Linked DNA regions of Zea mays: region 2 is linked to region 1. The links are chromatin contacts, called in public Hi-C maps. All regions are on one chromosome and are shown on one strand. Each heading gives the region's core, a stretch centred on a gene start, on an enhancer-like site or on the middle of the called end of the contact. The rest is flanking DNA. Distances are from core to core; before and after follow the strand shown.

Region 1 (3,942 bases), core at 458-2,957:
GAGGCTCCAGTTAACAGGTTACTCACTATCATTGCTGGTTTCAAATCTAAGCAAAGGGGGCGACCAGAATCTTCTAACCGACACTTCAGAGTAGACAACAGTCATCCAATACTGACCTATTCAAATTTGTTACCGCCGGTACTCAGAGAGTGAACCATTACCATTTATGTTATATTTTATGCGGTAGAATGAGACTGGCTGGTTTAGGCCTCAGGACACCATTGTGAACTGTTTAGGCTGATGGGAAGCTCCTATTAATTCTCGGTCATCTTTTAGCTTCGGCTATGTATTTTACTGTATTGATCGTACCCTTTGGTGCAGTCACCATTCTGTCAGGAGCTCTACTTTGAGGGATCTCATCTGTCCTTTTTCCCTCTACCTGGCTCAATCACACAATGAAATGGTCAAATGGAAATGCACGTACAAGTTTTTTTTTTCTCAGACCTTATTATTATTATTATTATTATTATTATTATTATTATTATTATTATTATTATTATTATTATTATTATTAAGGGAAGGAGCACGTGTAATTGTCGGTTGGTGACACGCTGACACTCCAAGCTAAGCTAGCTAGCTATGCCTCCTCCCTCTCATCACAGTACACTCACACGTAGCCGCCGTTGACTCGGATGACCTGCCCGTTGATCCAGCCGGCGGCGTCGGTGCACAGGAACCCCACCACGGGCGCCACGTCCGCTGGCTCGGCGAGCCTCCCCATGGGGCACTCGCGCGCGGCGGCGGCCACGCGCTCCTCCGATTTGCCCGCGTAGAACATGGGCGTGGCCACGGGGCCCGGCGCCACGGCGTTGGCCGTGATCCCCATCCCTCCGAGCTCCTTGGCCAGCACCTTTGTCATGGCCTCCACGGCCGCCTTGCTGGCCACGTACGCGCCGTACCCGGGCCGCAGCGACCCCACGTTGGAGGACGAGAGGGTGACGATGCGGCCCGCGCCGCCGCGCGCCAGCCGCCGCGCCGCCTCCCGGCAGCACAGGAACGTGCCGCGCGTGTTCACGCCGAACGCGAGGTCCCACTGCTCGGGCGACGTGTCCGCGATCCGCGGGTACGTCGCGTCCTGCACCCCCGCCGCGGCCACCAGCACGTGCAGCTCCGGCCCGAACGCCGCCTCCGCCGCGTCGAACAGCCGCGCCACCTGCGCCGGGTCCGACACGTCCGCTGCCACCGCCACGGCGCGCGGGTCGCTGTTGCCTGCCGGCGAGGAGTTGTTGAGGGCCGCCACGAGCTGGTCCGCGGGGGCCGGGTCGCCGATGAAGCCGACCACGACGCGGGCGCCCAGGGACGCCAGGTGCGCGGCCACCGCCGAGCCGATGCCCCCGGCGCCTCCTGTCACGATGGCCACCCGGCCGGCGAGAGGCTCGTGGGCTGGATGCGCATCTGCCTGTGGGAACATGCTGCTGCTGCTGCCTGGATCGGCCGTGTGCAAAGCGCGGAGCAGTTTTTTTTTATTTATAAACAAAAACAGAACGCTACCGTACCTGCATGTCCGACGCCGGTGGGGTAGTATCATTCGATCGCCTTGCAGCTTGCATTGGTGCTGCTGTACCGCCCATGCTACAGCTACAGGTACAGGGGACCTCGTGGCCTCGAGAAAACTACTTTCCTACTGCTCTGGACCTCGTGACCTCGACGCATGTCTGTGTCGTGTCGTGTGTCTGTCTCCAGCGACCAAATATCCTGTGTCCGTATACACCCCAACTTTGCAGGATAAAGCCATAAGCCTAGTTTAGAAGCCACAGAATCGGAGAGGATTGGATGGCTAAAATTTCCTTCTTATTTAAAATTAAATAAGAAGAAGATTATAGCCTTCCCAATTCCCTCATATTTTCTAGCTCCCAAATTAACGCTAAAGGTATGTTTGGGAGCAAACATGTAAGAGGAGATTAGATAGGCCAAAAAATAATGACTGATCTTTATTATTTTATTATTGGGTGTTCCTCTCGTGCCTTATTATATAATGGATTATATTTTTTCGCGATGCTCTTTAGCCAGATATTGTACCAATGTCGCTGGTGTCCTCATATCTAAAGATGCCAATGGCCTCGATCTCCGATTCTCTGTGGGAAATTTTTCTATTAGAGAATAAGGATGAAGAAGTTTTTAGAGAACGATGATGGGGAAGTTTTTTTTCTTGAAAATATAGGAATTCTTTAAAAATATGGTTACCAAACTAATCCCAATTGCACAGGGTAAAAGTATGTTTAGAAGCAAAAATAGCATAGACGATTAGAGGGATCAAAATCCTCTTGCTATTGTAAGGATAGAGTTTTTTTATATTTTTCCACCTTTGGCGTACAAAACATAAACCACTTGTCATAAAATATATAATGTCATTATCTTTTTCAAAACTTTAATCACTCGTTTTATTAAAAAGAAATCATTAGTTATTACTTACTATTTTTAATTGTTTTATCATTTAAAGATTGTTTGAGCGTAATAAATTTTGAAATTTCCAAATAAATATTTTATATAAAATGAGTGCTGAAAGCTTTTTAAAGTATACTTATGAACGGAGAGAGTATTATTTTTATAATCTATTGAAGAATTAAATGAGAGATAATATAATCTCATTTATAACCTAATGTGAGAACATGATGCTACCACAGTTTCACCCTCCGTGTTGACACTCTGAGTCCACCTACCACACCGCATAAAAAAATAGTGCAGAGCGAGCACTGAAACTCACACCCTGCTCTAGAATTGTGGGGCTAACCACCAGATCACAAATACCTTAATGTTTAGAAACTAACAATAATTATATTTGAATAAATATCTCAATATCTATTTATATGATATATAATAACTGTAGCAAAGCACGGGCTACTGGCTAGTAAATACTAGAAGGTTATACTGTACCATTACAGATGTGCTTGTGTGCTATTTTCTGGACCGTGAGGAGGGACGAGGGATATTGGTGCTAATCCACGTTGATTTTGAACATTTACTGCTCAACAAGCACTACTACTATTATGTAACAATCCAAATCCAGGCCTGTTCGATTAAAAGTCTTAGGGGCGTTTGACAAAGTCCCTGTAACTCTACTTCCTGCGAGAAGAATAACTCACGTAGAGCTAAACGGTAAAAATCTAAACTATTTTATAGTGGGGGGTGCATTGAATAGTCTCTATTTTGTACTATAAAGTAGGAGAAAAAAAACTACTTCCCATTGTTCCTAGCCCGCTCTTCACTCTCTAACCTCTCAGAAATCACTTCATAGCCTATTTGACAAACGATTTTTGTCAAACAGATTCACTTTTGCTAAAGAATCACTCGAAATCACTCTATTAGAGAATCGGCTCTCGGAGTTAGAGAATCATAGAGCAGAGCTCTGCCAAACGAGCCCTTAGTAATAAAATTGAATAAGCCTTAATGGGTGACCATGGTCCCTCTTTGGTCTTAATGATATACTCATATTCATAAAAGAATGCAACTATGAATTGTAATTACTCCCTCTTTTCCAAATTACAATCCGTTTTATTTTTTACACTAAGTTTAACCGGTTTGTATTATTCAAAAAATCATAATTATTATTAATTTTGTTGTGATATTATTTAGTCTCTAATAGACTTTAAGTATTATGGCTTTGATTTTTTTATTTTTTTCGCAAAAAAAATAAATAAGACGAGACGTTCAAACTTGCTAAAAAAGTCAAACAAATTATAAATCAGGACAGAAGTATAAGTTTAATTAAATTTATAGCAAATAATATTAGCATTTATATCTTCAAATAAATCCTATAACTAATCTAATAGTACTTAATTTGTCTTATGAATGCTTATACTATTTACATATAAATTTAGCTAAGGCCTAGGGCATGTTTGGCAACAATGTTTTTTAAACTAAGGTTTTACAATACTGTACTTTGCAATTATCATGATAATACTTTTTTTAACCAGCTCCACAAATATCATGGTTTTGAGAAAT
Region 2 (4,476 bases), core at 1,803-4,302, 240 kb before region 1:
GGTTAGCAATCAGTGCGCTGCACCGGACTCCAGGCAGGCAAGGCACTCAGCAGGCTCAGCGAGCCCGTAAACAGATTCAATGCACCTGCTGTGGAACACATGGTGGCATGCCAAAACTGCAATGACTGGTGGAGCATTGGCATCACGGCCAGCATCCCCTTGTGTCCGGAAAGCAACATCAAGCTTGCAGAGCTGGCACCTTGTTCCCAGCGGCTTGACCGGTGGCGGGTCATCATTCTCAAACAGAGCTGGAATTGCAAAAGGGCAGTTACAAAGAGGCCAAGAGAGAAAACACCAGCTATATCAGAAAACAGAACTGAAGAACATAAGTTCTTTCATGCCGATTGGTAAAGCTTTACCTGGCCCTTTGATGTAGAGATGCTGTCCATGATGCTGTCGCTGCGGTGAACTGCCCAATTTATATTGCTGAAGGAGCTGCTCTTGCTGCTTTATTACAAGCGCCCTTGCGTAAGCAGGATTTGAGAGAGGATTGGAACTGTCCTTCATGTTTCCGATTTCCATCTTTGGTGTCACCAAGGGAGCAGTCGCACCAGCGAACCCACTGGGCTGGTTAGCCATTATGGGTACATTGGAAGGCTTCTTGTTGTAATCAGTTTGAAAGTTCGCCCTTGGCCATGTAGCAGCCAACTGATTGACTTTACTTGTTTCATGGGTATGCATGATGACAGTGGAGTTCTTTGCAGTGTCTGGTGGCAACTGCTGTGCAAGCAATGGGGCAGCTGCATTATCTGGCTCACTGATCTCGTTTGTACTAGCAGAAATCACTTCTGCTGTAGCATTAGCAAAGCATTTCCGAGTTTCAACTTGAGATTTCCCTGTGGGTGGTAGAGCAGCTCCCTTAACACCCAGGATTCTGATAGTTGATTTCCTAATTGAAGGTGCATCTGAAGGGCCTTTGCATATTTGCAGCTTCTTTGTGGGAGATGGCATGACGGCCCCATCTGACTGATCGCCCAGGCTCACATTATCTTCATTTCTGTACTTTTTGTCTGCAATAAGATAAAATAATTAAGGGTTAAGATTCAGTGCATGGCTACTAAAATTATGTTGATAAAAGCATCAAGTAAACACCACTGGGAACACTTGAGTTGGCTTTTGAAGCTGAATTGTTGATTGAATCTTTGACAGCTCTGGAGGAAGTAACTCTGGAACGCTTAGCAGTAGGGTTGATTGTAAGGTTTGCACATTTCCTCTCTTCGTTCAGAGCAACAGGTTGAGTAAGAGGCTTCCAACCAGATGAAGTCACTTTTAGAGGGGTCCGGGTACGAGTGGCAGTCAGTCGTGAGGCAACTAATTGAGCGCTAAAAGAAGCATATGAAATACTTCTTTGTGTGCTTGCGCTATCAGATCCTCCTGCCTTGAAACCAGGTGAAGCCACGATAGGATCAGACCCACGGGTCATAGAACGAGTAACAGGGCGAAACAACTGATATGCAGGTGCACTGCAAGATGGGCCAGAGTGTCCAATATTTCTGCTCACTGAAAATGCAAAGCAAAGTAAAAAAAGAAGCGAGTTCAAGATTAAGCAGAAACATTGTTTGGGGGTGTACTGTTAGCTAATATTTACTTCATGAACAGAAGTGTGAGACTGTGAGGCATTACTAAAATCATGCAGCATGGTCATATATAGCAAGAAACTACACTAAATATCAATTGAGTCAAAACACAGTATGAGATGCAGATTGCTAAGATAGATAACATAGAACAGAAGAAATTAATGTGCAACTCCATCTTGTGATATTTGTTAAATGAATTAACAGTCCAGCAGCTAAGTATCTTTCAGGAGTAACATCCAGGCACACGGGGAAGGTGCACTTCTATAAACTATACCGCATAACCAACTTAGAATATTTAATGGAATTGTCGAACCGTTACAGAATCGGGATATGTGGATATGCCAAATAAAGAAAAACAGCATATGTAAGTTCAAGTACCGGACTAGATGGCTTGATGGGGACTCTAGTCTCCATATGAGGATTAATACCCTGACTAACATTACGCCAGACCAAGCAAGCCTATTCAAAACAAATCAACGTTTAGAGCTAAAGCATCAATCCATGTCTTCACCTGCGCCCTTGTATTTAGTAGAAAATGGAATGCAAGAAGGACCTAACAATAATAGACAAGACCCACCAATTAACTGTGGGGGGCAGTTCAATAATAACCTATAAAGGATCCTACGACCATTTCCCATCCGCACGAGACAAATCACATCCACCTGCAAGATATGAACTGATATATATGAATTTCAAACCATCTAGATGGAAAATTCTATTCTGTCGTGTTCCTCAATCCAAGGTAGTCCAATTCAAGAAACCCTCACCCAGCTATGCAGAACAGAGCCATGGATGATCCGCGCCATGCTCTGGGGTTACCCAAAGGCCAAAGCAAGAACACGAACCCACCCCCCCCCCCCCCCCCCCCCCCCCCCCTCTTATGATCGAGAGGGCCTAAAACAGCTCTCTGCTGCCCGTTCCAGGATCACAAATCCCAAGCGTACTCTCGCATCAGATCCAGGCAACATGCGGATTCGATCAAGAGTCTCATCGACGATCCGTTCACCATACACGCAACTACGCACGCCGAGCCGGGACCGCATCCCCCACGAAACCCCGGGCCCGAGAAGTCACCGTTTCTTGATGAAGGGCATCGCATTGCGCCGAGAAACAGAATCGCCCGCCCAGAACCCAAGGAATTCGACGGAAGACGATATCAAGCAGCACCCCCCGCTAAGAACACCCGAAACCCCCCACAGGACGGGCCGCTCTCTTACCGTTCTCGGAGGCGCCGGTGGCGGCCGCCGCCGGGGGATTTGATACCGCGGGGCCGCGCTGCATTGGATTGGACGAATCGGTGGGGTAATCGCGGAGAGGATCGACGAGAAAGCCCTAAGATTTTTTTTCCTCCCCCACTCCTTTCTCTCTCGCGAAGGGGGGGAGGAGGCGGAAGGCTCGCTCTGCCTCTTTTCCTCTCGCGCGGCTCGCGCACCAGGCCACTCGCAGTGAGGGATGGGGTGGGAAGGGGAGAAAAGACTGGGAGTGGCAGGAGGTGCGGGTTATATAGGCTTCGGCGTGAGGCGTGCTCTCCGGGCCCACAGCTCAGTTGCCGATGGGCCCGCAAGCGCTTGGGCTGGGTGCCTGGCTTTGGGTCGGTGTGGGATCCACGTGGGGGAAAGTACGGGGACAGGCCAGGGCGGTGTGGTATGTCCAGGGATTACATTCTCGATTCAAAATTTCAAAAATCCGTTTTATTGACTAAATTTTGATTTTTTTTATTTTCAAATTTAAAACTAGAATGCACCAAAAATCGGGCCAATATCAGCGGGTTTCACTCGTTACTGAGTGATAAACTCTTCCATGGGTACGTCCATTTGTTCCAACCTAAACCTTTTTCTCTCCGCAGATTTTTCAGCTTAAAAAATGTGTGAACTTAAGTTTGGTTAACTTGTTATTTTTGAGAATTCTACAGTGAGTTGTGGGTGGTAGAAAAACTATTGTTGTTTATAGGCTATAGAAAAACTAGAAACCATTGGATTCAATGGTTGGAAAAAATATATATCAACTTCTTTTGATGACAAGCGAATCACATATGTCAACCTATGTCAATCTTATCTTTTTCCTTCACATAGACATTCAGTTGAGGTCACACTCGCTTGTGTGACAACGATGTCACACATGATGGTTAGGGCCATGCGCATTGTCGAGGTAGATGCCAGAGCCGCTCAAGCTCGAGGGGGTCATCTCATTTCATGGAGGCTAGAGAGGGAGGGTCATTGGAGCTAAGCTCGAGGGAGGAAGGAGCGCTGCCACTAGTCACAATATCCTTTATGTGGGCTTGGCTTATTACACTAATAAACACGTGGATCGTCTAAGGCTAGACTCGCTACAACGAGGATGTGGGTTGCCGACAAGCAATTGATCCGCAGTAATAAATATTGTGTTAATCTCTTGTCCATTGCATCTTGTAGCTTATATTATGTTGTGTAGAGTAATCCATGATAGCATTTTATCATTGATCACATCTTGTATATGGTACTAAGTAAGAAGCGGGATAGAGATAGATCGAGACAATTATACCGATAAGTTTTATATTATCTCTAGTTATTGTAATATATTTTATTAAACTATTTTTATAGACTATTCACCATCTCTAGCTATCTAGATCATTTGAAACAGTCTTACCACATTTGAAGCAGGAGCGTTTTCCCCTTGACTTTTTTTTCTTGGGGTACTCCTTGCGTCCTTTTAGCGCGGTCTTGAAGCGCTTGATGATGAGTGTCATCTCATCTTCATTGAGCCCGACAGCCTCTACTTGTGCCACCTTTCTTGGTAGCGCCTCCCTGCTGCTGGTTGCTTTGAGAGCAACAGGTTGTGGCTCGTAGATAGGTAGTGGACCGTTTAGTGCATCATCCACGTATCGAGCTTCTTTCACCATCACACGCCCGCTCACAAATTT

The links. A called contact is a pair of places that touch in the nucleus more often than the background predicts.
Region 2: a contact with region 1 is called in a Hi-C map of ear, with 3 times the contacts expected there. The contact joins the promoter of LOC100276459 here to the promoter of LOC100277126 in region 1. A contact is called at or near these places in 4 of 25 Hi-C or Micro-C datasets (ear, leaf, root tip and 1 more) and 1 of 3 datasets of contacts at active chromatin or transcription factors (leaf).

What each region holds. Positions count from the first base shown.
Region 1 is chr4:179,127,675-179,131,616 of Zm-B73-REFERENCE-NAM-5.0, reverse strand. It overlaps LOC100277126, which reads right to left and starts at 1,707. Exons shown (of 1, transcript NM_001150783.2): 1 at 490-1,707. The coding sequence starts at 1,411. The coding sequence ends at 608. It also overlaps a transcript of LOC100381621 not described here.
Region 2 is chr4:179,366,872-179,371,347 of Zm-B73-REFERENCE-NAM-5.0, reverse strand. LOC100276459 (putative RING zinc finger domain superfamily protein) reads right to left here and starts at 3,052. Exons shown (of 5, transcript NM_001407007.1): 1 at 2,795-3,052; 2 at 1,093-1,500; 3 at 360-1,010; 4 at 1-248. The coding sequence starts at 2,858. The coding sequence ends at 10.